3 separate regions of the Mus musculus genome follow, and all the other regions are linked to region 2. The links are chromatin contacts, called in public HiChIP or PLAC-seq maps. All regions are on one chromosome and are shown on one strand. Each heading gives the region's core, a stretch centred on a gene start, on an enhancer-like site or on the middle of the called end of the contact. The rest is flanking DNA. Distances are from core to core; before and after follow the strand shown. Region 1 holds the start of Traf2 (TNF receptor-associated factor 2). Region 2 has its middle 16 kb from the start of Noxa1. Region 3 holds the start of Ptgds (prostaglandin D2 synthase (brain)).

The links. HiChIP or PLAC-seq counts read pairs in DNA pulled down with a chosen protein or histone mark.
Region 1: a contact with region 2 is called in a FOXA1 HiChIP or PLAC-seq map of pancreatic cancer cells. The contact joins the promoter of Traf2 here to the enhancer-like site in region 2. A contact is called at or near these places in 3 of 39 promoter capture datasets (hippocampal neurons, liver and stem cell-derived epiblast-like cells) and 2 of 115 datasets of contacts at active chromatin or transcription factors (large pre-B cells and pancreatic cancer cells).
Region 3: an HNF4G HiChIP or PLAC-seq map of pancreatic cancer cells shows a contact between it and region 2. The contact joins the promoter of Ptgds here to the enhancer-like site in region 2. A contact is called at or near these places in 10 of 39 promoter capture datasets (the 3T3-L1 cell line, the C10 cell line, embryonic stem cells and 6 more), 1 of 115 datasets of contacts at active chromatin or transcription factors (pancreatic cancer cells) and 1 of 9 other capture datasets (liver).

What each region holds. Positions count from the first base shown.
Region 1 is chr2:25,545,093-25,549,751 of GRCm38.p6, reverse strand. Traf2 (TNF receptor-associated factor 2) reads left to right here and starts at 2,812. Exons shown (of 11, transcript NM_009422.3): 1 at 2,812-2,890. Gm35476 (a long non-coding RNA gene) reads left to right here. Exons shown (of 4, transcript XR_866044.3): 3 at 1-148; 4 at 1,687-1,827.
Region 2 is chr2:25,108,994-25,113,830 of GRCm38.p6, reverse strand. No RefSeq gene overlaps it. Among named protein-coding and RNA genes, the nearest start is that of Noxa1, 16 kb to the right of the region's middle. Within about 2 kb of position 2,825, at least 88 of the 459 cell types and tissues checked have an H3K27ac peak or open chromatin away from gene starts, as enhancers often do. A contact at or near this core is called in hematopoietic stem and progenitor cells, liver and pancreatic cancer cells, where this site is marked.
Region 3 is chr2:25,466,773-25,471,462 of GRCm38.p6, reverse strand. It overlaps Ptgds (prostaglandin D2 synthase (brain)), which reads left to right and starts at 1,714. Exons shown (of 7, transcript NM_008963.3): 1 at 1,714-1,903; 2 at 2,336-2,475; 3 at 2,554-2,630; 4 at 3,275-3,391; 5 at 3,544-3,645; 6 at 4,118-4,176; 7 at 4,632-4,690. The coding sequence starts at 1,790. The coding sequence ends at 4,137.

The DNA.
Region 1 (4,659 bases), core at 1,563-4,062, 440 kb before region 2:
GGTCCTCCTGAGTCTGCCCAAGGGACACCCCAACCTCTGCCTCGCCCTCAGTGGCTGTCTTGCTGAGTAACTTTTGCTTTCTTTTTAGCAGGAAGAAACCCACATGGGAATCCCCAACAATCACAGTGACTCACCCATTTCCCAGCCAGTGAGTGAAATGAGTCCCCAGGATGTCACCCAATTCTGTACTGGTGGGTGGGGCAGTGAGAGCACCTCCCATTCTCTTGATCTGGTCTAATTCTGGTACACACTCTACAGACCAGCCCCTCTCATCCCCTCCCCCAAAGAGTGCACATAAAATCTCCAAGTAGAAAAGTCTAAAGTGACATTTTTGTGGCAGCAGGTGTTGTACTGGTAGGCTATGGTTAAGGTTGTTATGGCAACGATGGTCTCTGGCTCTGTTGCCTTTAAGGTCTGTGGGCACAGTTGCCAATGAGATCTTTGGTGGATGTGGGTGAGGGAAGGTCTGGAGCATGGAGCACACCTGCATTTTGCCCTGAGGGAGCAGATGCTCTCAGCGAATGAGCTTACGTTCAGGCTAGCTTCTCAGGCTCCTCGGGGCTCTCAGGAAACACCTCCTCCCACTGGTAAAGAAGGCTCCACAGGTGTGGACTCACTACCGTGAATAAGCCCCAAAGGCTCCAGGAAGCTACGTGACCCAGCAGTTGCCTGAACTTCAGCAGAAGAGGACAACTTTGCTGTCCTATGGGTGGGATTCCTGATTCAGTTAGGGGAATTCCAACTTCCACAGGAGCAAGGGTGTGCAGTCAATGTGGTTGGATCAGCAGTGCCTGCTGCAAGCAGCTCTTGTCCCAGAACAGTTTTCATAGCTGCAGGATCTCACTTGGACTCCCTCGGCTCCCAGAATCCTTGCAATCTTCATTAAACTGCTACCAGAGTTATTAGGGTCAGAGCCTGTTTTGGCATCCCGAACAAGCCCTGCTCAATCATTTGTCCTCAATAAGCTAATCAGAGGTGAACTTTACCAGTGAAAAGCAGAAAAGATCTATTCAATGTATCCATACTAGAAAGAAAAACAAAGAGATTCAATGACACAGCCTTCACCATATCTACCTTCCAGCTCCTGGATGAAGTAATTAACTTCAAGTAGAGGCTGGAGGTATGCATCACTAAGTAGGCTGGGTCAAGGTGTGGTCCTGTCCATCACTGACCCATCATTGTCTGAGCTCGGCTAGCCTGCAAGATGGCCTGAAGCTGCACATCTCTTCCCAGGAGACAAGTTTCTTCCTCGGTTGGCCCCAGGCTTCAGCCTTCTTTCTCCTTCTGAGACTCCTGGAGAATAATTAAATTTCCTGGGGTACATTGTTTCAAGAGACTGGTTGCCAAAGAGAAGAGCATAAGTATCTCTTAAAGTCAGTTACAGAATGAATGCAGGCAAGACACAGAGGGTAGAGTGCAGAGGTGTCCATCCTTCCACACTGTGATATAACAGCTACAAATGTTGGGATGCTATCCTGGGATACATGCTGTGGGTTGGACACCCCTGATGGTGAGCTCTAAATACTTTGTGTGTATATACATATATGTGTATGGTGTTGTTTATATGTGGTTATGTGTGTAGCGTGTGTGTGTGTGTGTGTGTGTGTGTGTGTGTGTGTGTGTGATGTCTAGAGATATATAGAGATATGTGTCAGCATATATATATATTTTTTTTCTTTTTTGCAGGAAGAGATGACTCAGGAGTTAAGAGCTCTCTCAGAGTTCTGAAGTTTGGTTTGGGTCCCAGCTCACAAGAGCCTGTAACTTTTTTTTTTTTTTTAAGATTTATTTATTTATTTTATGAGTACACTGTAGCTGTCTTCAGACACACATCAGAAGAGGGCATCCGATCCCATTACAGATGGTTGTGAGCCATCATGTAGTTACTGGGAATTGAACTCAGGACCTCTGGAAGAGCTGTCGGTACTCTTAGCCACTAAACCATCTCTTCAGCCCTGAGCCTATAACTTTTGCTCTAAGGGATACAATGGCCTCTTTGTATGGAATCCCTGGATACTTCACTCATGTGCACAGACATACATACTTATAATTTTTTTAAAATACCTTTTTAACAGGACTGCAGAGATGAGAATAGACAATTGTCAGAGGTGTACAAATCTACATGTTGACGTAGACTCAAGTCTCCAAACATAAGCTTTCTTGGGGGACATTTCCCTGTTCATGTGGTTGAAGGTGCTCTTGATGAATCCTTCAAACTTTTTTAAAAACCTTTTTATTGGTTCATTGTGCATTTCACATCATGCACCCCATCCCACCCATCTCCCCCTCCCCTTGTACCTGCCTTTCATCCTTGCAACCTCTCCCACAACAGATGGAAAAAAATCTCGTCGCGGAAGCTGTAGTATGTCAGTTTGTTCCACAGTATACCCTTTTGTCTACACTTCTTTGTTCGCAAATATTCATTGAAATGTTAACTCTTTAAACTTTTAAATTACACTTATTCGTCTATTTGTGTGTATGACTAAATAATGCATAAACCCCTGCTCTCTTTCCACGATGTGGACCCAGGGCTCGAACTCGAGTTACATTTGGTGGCAAGTGACTGCAAGTGACTGACGTCCACGAAGAGAGGCTCAAGGCAGCTTCCTCAACAACCTTGCTAGGAACCGGAGAAACCGGCTTAGCCCCCACCCCCTGCGCCGCTCTGACTAATCACCGCTCTCTGCGGTTCCGTGCTCGTTCCTGGTAGGTTCCTGCTTCCGTCTGTCAGCGGGCAGAGTCAAGGCGGCCTATTTGACAAATCGACGGCCGCTGCTGCTCCCTGTGAGCTCCTGGTAGGCGCGTGCGTCTGTCCGTCAGACGGGGCGGGCCGCGGCAGCGGGGGTGTTTCCCGGCGAGCGCTGAGTTCCGGGCGCGCGAAGACCGTTGGGTGAGGCGGCGCGGATCTAAGCGGGGGGTCTACTCTCAGCGGCGGCCGGGCTGGGGTCAGGCGCGGGGTGGGAGTGGCGGTTGGGGGTCAGATGCGGGGCCGCCGCTGTCTGGGTGAGGTGGGTGGGTAGACTTTTCGGAGCCGCGGAGCCGGAAACTGAAAGTCGCGGGAGGGGGGCCGGAAAAGTTCGCGACGTCCGCAGCGGTGCTTGGCTGCGCGCCTACCGCGGTGGCTCGGGGTTACAGCAGTACGGTCCCTGCCCCAGATCTCGGTCCGGCATCGCGCCCGAGGGACCCACGAGCCCCACTTGCCCTTACTGGCCTTGAGCGAATACCTGGTCTCCCAGGCCACTTTTACCGCTCACCTCCCACCCACTTATGCTTTTTGGATGGGGCAGTCAAATTTGGTCTGCCAAATTTACGTCGCCTTTTCTGACACCCGGCTACACAAATCACGGACACCACCTCCCCCATAAGGCCTCTTCCCTGTTGGTGGTTTACCTTCCCTGTCCTCCTTTATTTTTTCAGATCTCACCTTTCTGCCCCTCAGAACCTCTGTTTCTCTGGAAACTATCTTGCTTTTTGTAAAGTAGTCTGGCCTCGAACTACTGAGTGCTGGGATTAAAGGGCCTGCGCCACCACCGCCCTGGAAACTATGTTGATGGGATAGATGCATATGTGTCAGGGTGTGGAGACTGATCCCAGGGCCCTTAACCTCCTGACGCCTGCCTAATGGAGGTTGGACCTAGTGTATATTCCACATGATGGACTTGAAGCCCTGAGTAGGTGGAAAGGACATGAGATTGATTAGAACTCACAGACGTACTCCCAGCGGGCCCCAAAATCGGAGAAACAAACTTTCAGCTCCGTGGACACAATGCAATGTCATCATTGTCTTGTGTGCAACTCACTAGCTTGGCTACCAGTCCCCCAGAGAAGTCACAGTTGACCTTGCCACCACGGCCCCTTCCTGCCTGCGTAACTGACTGAGAAAGGTGGTATTTAGTGACCCAAAGTTAACTGTTATCAGGTGGAGACCCCAAGCAATCTCAAATTGATGTTTAAGTCTTAAAAATTAACTTTATTGCTGAATACTTAATGATGGATTTATAAATACTTGAGTTTTAAAAGCTGAAGGAAGGGTTGTTTTTTATCAAGCCTTGTGTGTACATCTGGAAGGCTGAGTGCTGTCAGCAGTTGTGTCTCTGGTCTGAACTGGTGGCTCCTTGCCTGCCTAGCAGGTCTGTGAGGTGTTTACCTGTTGGCTGTTTTTTTCCCTGGGACCCTCTAGTCCGTACCTAAACTGACTATTCTCTGACAATACAGGCTGCCTGGAACCCTGTTACTCTTCTCCTGTTTGCCAGTCACCATGGGCTCCTCAGGAGATTCTCCACTATGTCCACACACCTGAGCAAGGGCCATGTGCATTCATAACCTAGTCTCACTGGCTCCTGGGCTGCAGCACACTGAGCACTTCCAGTCAGAGCTCTCTGGGAATCCCTGCTGTGGTTCCTCCTGCACCCATGAAGTAGCAGCAGGCTGGACAGCACAGAGGACATGGCAGCAGCCAACTTGGAGAAAACCTTCTTCCAAGAAGGAGATGCTTCCTGCCTCTCCTCTCACTACTGTTTTCTGAGAGTTGGTTTGGGGTTTCCTTCTTGACAGTGGGGTGTCAGGCCTCCACTTCCCATGTGGTTGCTACATGGATTGTCAGTGTAGCTTGGCAGGTGGGTTTCATGGGGTGGGAGCTTTTACAGGCATGGACAGGAT
Region 2 (4,837 bases), core at 1,576-4,075:
GTTTTGTTTAATGTTCTGTACTTAATAAAATGGGTAGGGGGCTGGAGAAATGGCTCAGTGGTTAGGAGCACTGACTGCTCTTCCAGAGGTCCTGAGTTCAATTCCCGGCAACCACATGGTAGTTCACAACCATCTCTAATGGTATCTGATGCCCTCTTCTGGTGTGTCTGAAGACAGCTACAGTGTACTAATATAAATAAAATAAATAAATCTTTTAAAAAAATAAAACAGGTAGGATTTGTTTTTGCTTATCTGTTCTTTATTTGTAGTTAATTTATTTTAAATGTAATTAAAATTGTTTCTTTGTGTTTGGGTGTTTTACCTGTATATATTATGTCTGTGTTACCTCATGTCTGCAGTGACCAGAAGACTCAAATCCCCTGAAATTAGGGTTGCAGATAGTGTTTGAACCACCACATTGGTGCTAAAAATCAAAAACAGGTGCCCTGGAAGAATAGCAAGTGTTCTTAACAGCTGAGCCCTCTCTCCAGCCTAGCACTACTTACGTTTTATATATAGGTCTTACTATGTATCATCAAGTTTTACTCTGCTTTCAGCTCTGGTGGCTCTCTTGCCTCAACCTCTCCAGTGCTGGACTCATAGCCATGTGCCACTGGCTTGAGGCAGTGTTCTTGTTCTTTTTCGTTTTTATTTTTGAGCAGGATTTGTTTATGTAGACTAATCTGGTCTTGAACTCACAGAAATCCACCTGCCTCTACCTACTGAGTGCCGGAATTAAAGGTATCCACCACTATGCCAGGTCTTGAGGCAGGTTTTTTTTTTTAAAAGATTTATTTATTTATTTATTTATTTATTTATTTATTTATTTATTATATGTAAGTACACTGTAGCTGTCTTCAGATACCCCAGAAGAGGGCATCAGATCTCATTATGGATGTTTGTGAGCCATCATGTAGTTGCTAGGATTTGAACTTGCGACCTTCAGAAGAGCAGTCGGCGCTCTTAACCGCTGATCCATCTCTCCAGCCCTTGAGGCAGTTTTAAAGCAGCCTCAAGGCTGAAGGGTGAAGCAGTTCTGTGAACAGAGAGCATGAAGACAGCAGGTTAGCATCTATACCCAGGGAGTACACTGCAAACATGCAGTTGGATGGTCTTGTTTGCCTCAGTTAAAAACTGGGCGCTAGCTAGCTTGGTGGTGAAGAGCCATCAGCTTCTCTTCCAGAAGACCTGGGTTCAACTGGCAGCACTGACATGGTGGCTTGCAGCCATCTGTAACTCCAGTCCCAGGGCATTCAATGGCCTCCTCTTCAAGCTTCCTTGTGTAGTGCAAGTATGTGGAGCCAACACACACACAAACAACAACAACAACAAAAAACCCACACACATTAAATAAATTAGGAGAAAGAAAACCCCAGAAACCACCCAGGAGCTGGAAATAATAGCAGACCCCTATACTCCCAGCTCTTGGTAAGCAGAAATAAATTTCTTACAAGTTTGAGGTCAGTATGGTTTATATTCTGGTCAGAACTATAGAATGACACCCATCTTAAATGCATAAAGAGTAACCAAGAAATAATAAAAAGGGTCATATTTTTTTAAGTTTAATAGATCGGCACAACTATGCTGGTGGTGGACCTGAAGCTGACCATATAGGTCCCCAGGTTAGTGACTGCGATTTCTGTTCCCGACCCGTTTCCACTTACTTCAGTGTCTGTCCGCTCTGACTGCTCAGCAGCCTTGCCCCTCCCCATCAGGTTTCCCTAGCTTTATTTTTTTTTCCTTAGTTTTCTCTCTAAGTAGCCCTGGATGTGTTAGAACTCACTGTGTAGACCATGTTGGCTTCAAACTCACAGAGATCCTCCTGCATCTGCCTCCCCAGGGCTGGTATCCCAAGAGATGGAGAGCACCATCATGCCTGGCACTCTCGCTTTCCAAGGGACCTTGCTGTTTTCCTACGTTCCCTGCCAACCATGGCTGGCCTAGCAAAGGTTTGAGGGATCTTTGGAAAACTCCACGAAAACAAAACAGAGAGCAGCCTTTGCCTGTTAACTCCCCAGTGGACTTGGCACCAAAGCTAAAGGACATTCAATCCTTTAGCTCCTTCATTCTGTCACTAGACACTCTGGGTTCCAGCCTGAAGGCACTCCCCTTGTTGTGACCTTCCAGCCTCTTGCTAGAAGTTTCCTCCCATAGTTCCCCACGGGCCTGTTGTGTACTGTCCTTTCCAGTGTTGGGGCCCAGTGGCACTAACAGCCTTGTCTTTCTGGAGGATGTGGCCCAGTGCATGACAAACATCTCCATGGTAACCTCCCTAATGATCAGTCTCCCTCATGCACACTGTGGGCAGTCATGTGTCAGTGGAGAGCCCTAGGAGTCTGTATCGGCCGTGGGTCACGCCTATGGGCAGGAGTGGGTCTCTATGGCGCTGGGCACCACCGAGATGGGGCCAGGTCCAGGGGCATGCTGACGCACATTGCAAACAATTGCTACATCCTGTTCTTATGACATAAGAACAACAGGATGCAGAGAGGCGTTCATCTGAATGGATGAGATAAGCAAGTTCTGTGGCATTCTGCAAAGCCACAAGAGGGTAGGCTCCAGGAGGTGGTTAGGAGAGCACTCCCGGGCTGTAGAGCTATGTAGAGTGGTTATGGGAGTACTCCCTGGGCAGGGATCCTGAGCTGTAGAGCTGGGAAGCCAGCTGAACACTGCTGACTGCTGAAGCCTTCTGCTCCAGTCCTTCCTGCCTCTCAGTTTATCCACATTCCCTCATGGGCTCTGGCCACATCCCTCTCCACACCAGACCTGGGACAGCTGTTGCTATAAGGACATCCTGGGCTTGCTGGCAGGAGGCCTTGCTAGCAGGTCTGGGACAGTAAGACAGATGGCCTCTGGCCAGAGCTTGAACCTTGACCCCAAACCCTGCTTCTCAGGAACACAGGGAGGGGGATGGAAAGCTACAACCTAGGGAGGCAGACTTACTGAAAGTCAGAACAGACAAATAATGAATTCTTCAGAAGTGCCACATGGAGGAATTGTAGGAGGGAGGGGTCTTGGGAACTTAGGGACATTTGGACCACTGGTGTCTCCCCAGATGTCTTCATGCTAACATGGCTCTGGGAATCACAAGAGAGGCTCTCAGATGAACCATGGAGGGATAGGGCTGAGGCACAGGGACATTGGGTGGCAACACATGGTTGTCACTTTATCTATTAAGCTCTGAGCTGACTCAGCTTCCTACACTTTAAGTACTTTACAAATCCAGGTAGGGACATGTGTTGAAAAGTTATTCCCAAAGTCAACTGCAATATCACCACATAGGGTTAGTGGTAGATACCATGAAAGTCTGTCTCTGAGGGCTGGGCACTGTGGCTGAGTGTGGCTATGCTACACTGGACACCTGACTGCCTCAAAGGGTCCCCTGGCACATGATCTCCACAGAGCCACCCAGAGCTCCGCTCACCTCTTGTCAGACTCTGCTCATTGGGTCTGAACTAACTGTAACCAGCACAGCAGTATGCTGGCTACGTTGCCTCATAGCAGAGTGACCTGAACCCAGTGTTCCACTCTCAGGGCTGTTTGATGATCACTGGGCAACCCATGACAGAGCTGATGGGAGTCTGCAGAAGGTCCTGAGAAAGGACAGTGCCATAAGGTCCTGGAGACACACAGCACCCCTACGATGCCTGGAACTGCCATCCCCTCAGAGAGCTGCACATGGCATCACCTTCCAGCCTCCTGCCTTTCTACCAAGGCTGGGGCTCTCTAGTCCAATCCCTCTTTAGTCTCATGTCTACGGTGCTGTGTTAATAGACCCAAAAAATGTCCCCATGCTCAGGCATGTGGCAGGGCAGCTTGTGAAGAGAGCAGCAAGCAGCATATGATTACCCACCCTGGTGTCTTTAGGGAAGCCGCTTGATCTGAGGCCAGAACCCAGCATGGCATCTAAGAGCAGGAAGCCATTCTCAATTCTCAACACTCCCATTCATAACACTCACTGCACACCAACAGACACTGTCACAAACTACAACTGCACACCAGCAGGCACAGTCATACACACACATTGCACACATCACCAGTCACTGTCACACACTACACACTGCATACCACCAGGCACTGTCACACACTACACACTGCACACCACCAGATACTGTCACATACTACACACTGCATACCACCAGGCACTGTCACACACTACATACTGCACACTACCAGGCACAGTCATACACACACTGCACACCACCAGACACTGTCAAACACTACACACTGCACACCAACAGACACTGTCATACACACTCACTGCACACCAACAGACACAGTCACACACACACACACACACACACACACACACACACACACACTGTACACCATCAAGCACTGTCTGACACTACATGCTACATAGCACCAAGTACTATGTGACACTACACATTGCACACCACCAGGCACTGTCACACACTACATACTGCACACCACCAGGCACTGTCATACACACACACTGCACACCACCAGGCACTGTCATACACACACACTACACACCACCAGGCACAGTCTGTCACACACTACATACTGCACACCACCAGGCCAGTCTTACACACACACTGCACACCACCAGACACTGTCTGACACTATACACTGCACACCACCAGTCACTTTCACAGACTACACACTGCACACCACCAGGCACTGTCTCACACTAAACACTGCACATCACCAGACATTGCCATACATTGCTCACTGTACACTTGCTGGCCATGATCACCTTCCATTCATTACATACCTGTTGGCCACAGTCACACACAGCTCTCTGTATTCTTGCTGGTCATTACACTACTCATTGTCCTGACCATGACCACTTACTGCTCATTGCACACCCACT
Region 3 (4,690 bases), core at 465-2,964, 360 kb before region 2:
GGAGAAGGGGTGGGGGTGAGGGAGAGGCTGTGGGAGGGAGGACTAGGAAGAGGGGCAGCAATCGAGCTGTAAATAAATAAATAAATAAATAAATAATGGGGGAAAAATCAAACCACGGTATCTGGGCAGAAATAACTTTAGAGAAGAAAGATTTATTTTGAGGCATGGAACCAGGAACAATGGAGAAGAGAAAGCAGCAGGAACAGAGGCCAAAAATCACCTTCAAAGGCCCTTCTCCAGCGACCTACTTCTCCCAGCGAGACCACACCTCCTAAAGGTTCCACAGATCCCCAGAGAACTGTCATCCATCAGAGGACGTTTAAGCAGAGTGCTGGGGACATGTCAGATCTAAACCACAAGAGGCTTCCACACTTGGAAGTACTTCCCATTACTCTGCTTCAGTCATCTACAGGACCCCACACACAGGTTGATGCTCCCAGGTTTTGCCATGTTGCTCTTCTGTTTGTTTGTTTGTTTGTTTGTTTGTTTGTTTTTCTGAGACAGGGTTTCTCTGTGTAGCCCTGGCTGTCCTGGAACTCACTCTGTAGACCAGGCTGGCCTCAAACTCAGAAATCTGCCTGCCTCTGCCTCCCAAGTGCTGGGATTAAAGGCGTGCGGCACCACCACCTGGCATGTTGTTCTTCTTGCCCCCATCCTCAGCCCCTCTGGAGAAAACTCCCAGATCAGCCGCTGGGCCTGGCTGGGGTCGGGCTCTGTGGTCAGCTTCCCTCTGACAGATCCTCTCTCCTTAGGTTCTGGGCATGGATGGAGCTGAGTGTTCTGGGCAGGGAGGGGCTGAGGTGGGCTGAGTAAAGGGGTTCTGGAATCTACCCACTTCCGGTAGCCCCAACATTAGTGAGAAAGCAAGAGACCTTCCTCACAAAGACCACTCAGATGTTCATGTTAAATGATCCTGTGCCCCAGAACCCAGGATAAATAAATGTTCCTGGGCCCCAGGGACGGGATGAAGGGCAGTGTGGGCTGGCTCTCTCTCTCTTCTGTGGTCATTGGTGTCCCATCCAGAGACAGATCTTGGAAGCCAGGAGGAAGCCACAGACTCTGTCCTCACCTATAGTAGCTTGAAGCCCACCGCTTCACCCTTCCCACCCACCACCTCTATGGGAGCCCAAAGGGCCACCATGTGAACCCCAGAAGCTGACCACGGGGGAGGCTGTACTCAACATGCCGGTTCTTGGATTTGCTTCAGGGTAGAGTGCGTGAGCTTCTTTATCTTGGTGAGGGTTCCTCATGGCCTCATGACTGCTAGCCTTTCAGGACCAAATGTTCAAGGCACAAATGGTGCTTTGTGTTCCCTGCTGGGGTCATGGGACTTGGAGAGGGATGATAGGTAGGGCTTGTGAGAAGCAGGTCTTAGCCCTAGGTGGGAAGTGACTAGATTTTCCAGCAGCAGGGAAGCGCCAGAGTACACACCCGGCACCATCCCCACTGTGAGGTATGTGGGCTTTGCCGGCAGGAGTGGGCAAGGTCTGAGCCAGTTCTGCCTCTGGAGCTGGGGATGGGGGCAGGCAGAGGTTTCTTCTTCTAGGAGGTGTGGGGCTCAGCTGGAACCTCTTACATAATTAGCAGATGAGGCTGCAGCTGGGACAGCCACCCTCCCTCACACCAACATCACGAGCCTTCAGTGGGCAGTCCTTGGGCTTTGGGTGGAGGCCAAGCCTGACTCATAAATAGGGGGTCTCCACAGTGCCCTCTGCTCCTTCTGCCCAGTTTTCCTTGCTTTGTCCACATTGCTGGCATCAGGCCCAGGCACCTGCTCTGCTCTGAGCAAATGGCTGCTCTTCGCATGCTGTGGATGGGTTTGGTCCTCCTGGGTCTCTTGGGATTCCCACAGACCCCAGCCCAGGGCCATGACACAGTGCAGCCCAACTTTCAACAAGACAAGGTGAGAAGGCCCCCTACCCCACACCCAAAGAAGCAGAGCCCTCAGGCCAGAGCCAGGCTTTCTCTTACCAAAGAGGGTGTTCTGGGCACTGTCAGCCTGTGTGCTTGTGCATGGGAGCTAGCTGGAACCACCCTGGCACACAGCCTGGTTGGTCCACCTGACTCTGTCAGGAATGTGGTATGCTCTGATATAGTGGACTAGGATGAGGGCTGTGACAAAGACAAGGAGTTCAACACCCTGGGGAAAGAGGGGGGTCTCTGCTACCCACTCCTCCATGGGGCGATGAGCCAGCCTGCTAGAAAGGGAGGGGAGTGGAGAGAGAGGCATGCTGCTAGGACCTGTGTGGGGAGGAGTCAGAGGAGGGAAGACCAGCCCACCAGGGTCTGCCCATGAGGGGCTCATGGAGCAGACCCAGGCATCCACTGGTCGCAGTTCCTGGGGCGCTGGTACAGCGCGGGCCTCGCCTCCAACTCAAGCTGGTTCCGGGAGAAGAAAGCTGTATTGTATATGTGCAAGACAGTGGTAGCCCCCTCCACAGAAGGCGGCCTCAATCTCACCTCTACCTTCCTCAGGTGAGACAAGGGGTTATGGCAAATTCTGGGAGACATCCTGGGGCTTGGTCCCTTACTTCAAGGGCAATCTACCCACAGGAAAAACCAGTGTGAGACCAAGATCATGGTACTGCAGCCTGCGGGGGCTCCTGGACACTACACCTACAGCAGCCCCCGTGAGTGAGCCACTTCCTTATCTGGGTACAACCCTCTGTCCCAAAATTGTGGGGATAATGGTCACAGCACATCCAAGGCCAGGTCTGATTGTGAGTCTGCCTCAGGCACACGGGGCCACCTCTCTCTGGGGACTTTAGCCTCTCTGAGGCCCACCCACATTCTTCAAGGTCCCTTTCCTGCCCAAATGGAATTTTCCAGTACTCTGCTGCTCAAGTGGGTCACATACAGGCATTCCCCAAATCCTACCCACATTTCATAGCTTCTATCCAAGGACCTCTTTCCACCCCTCACCTGAGCTCTGGCTCCCCACCAGAACCCTATTCCCTTTGCCTTCCGGCTATATTGTAACCCAGCCTGCTGATGTCTTCGGTCTAAGTGCTTTCTACTCTCTCCCTAAGACTTATGGTTTGGAGACAGTGTTCCCAGGCTGTTCAGGCAGGGAGCTAGAAACTGTCTGGTGGCCACCCGGGGGGGGGGGGGACGCGGGGGGGGGGGGACAGGGAGGGCAGCCAGAGCAGAGGTGGATGAAGAAGACCTGAGACCCCCCCCCACAGAGAAGCCCCCAAAGGCCACCCGCTCTGAGCAGAGGGACGGAGATGTGGGAGCCACATGTTCCAATCAGTGTCATTTCTTGGGTTCCCAGACTCGGGCAGCATCCACTCCGTGTCAGTGGTGGAGGCCAACTATGACGAGTACGCTCTGCTATTCAGCAGAGGCACCAAGGGCCCAGGCCAGGACTTCCGCATGGCCACCCTCTACAGTAGGTATCCCAGCCCACAGGTCCACGCACAGGGGAGATGCCTGGGGTTGGAAACAGACCAAGACCTGACCCTAGAGAACAGTAACAAAGGTGTGTGGGAGCAGGGCGGGGGCTTTTTGCTTCCTGACACCAGACCGTTCTTTATCTACCAGGCAGAACCCAGACTCTGAAGGACGAGCTGAAGGAGAAATTCACCACCTTTAGCAAGGCCCAGGGCCTCACAGAGGAGGACATTGTTTTCCTGCCCCAACCGGGTGAGGGGGGCTAAGCTGCTGGGGAGGGAATTATAGTCAGATTAGTGCAGCCTCTGGTTGCAGCAAGTGAGGGCAACTAGGGCGAGCTTAGCCTTGCCCTACTACCTGCTAGTCCAGGGGGCTTCAAGGAAATAAATGGAGGTGTCAGTCTGTCCGACATTATTACATCTACCTACAGCCCCCTTTATTGGGAATCCTGTTCCTGGTGGACACCTAGCTCCCCTGTCTGCCAGCCCCCTAGCTAGGGGTGCAGGGGTGATACTGGAACAAACAGATGGAGAAAGACACCTTTTATGTTTTAAAGGACAGATTGGGGCAGAGGTGGGTGGAGTCTGAAGTTTGGGGGCTCAGCCAAAGCTAGTTCTCCATGGCCTTGGGGAGGCTTCTTAGAGTCCAGGAAGAAGCATGGAGTCCTGGTGAATGTGTGTCTAAGCCTGGTGCTCACTACTTCCCTGGGCTTCTTTCTTGGCAGATAAGTGCATTCAAGAGTAAACGCAGGTGAGAGAAGTCAGTCAGAGGGCTGGTCACATGGTAAGCGCTACTTGGCCATTTACTCATCAATAGGTGGCCACTGAGTGGTCACGTGACCGGAGTGGTGGGGATACAGCTCCCAAGCACACGCATCCAAGTGAGGCAGTCCAAAAGAAGGTATAGTTTCAATACCAATGGCTAAAATAGGGTATCAATGGCCCAGGGCTCGTGAGGAGAAGGATAACAGTCCAGGCGATGGGGAGAGACCGCCGTCCCGTGAAGCCTATCCCGCAGCAGGGGTCTCCAAGGAGCCAGGATGGGCAAGATCAGGAAGGGGAATGGCCAGGGATAGAGATGGCAAGTCAGAGGGCTCCACACTAGTGCCATTGACTGTGCCTTTGGGACCATAGGCTCTGGAGGAATATTCTAGGAGGCCCTGGCCAGAAGTGCTGTTTGGGCCCCACTGGGGCTAAGGGTGCTGCTGTGTCACTGACGCCTCTTGTTCTTTTGTCCAGGTGACCTGGCCTCAGGACTCCTTTGCTCTGTCACTCTCAAGATCCCAGCCCTGGCTCCC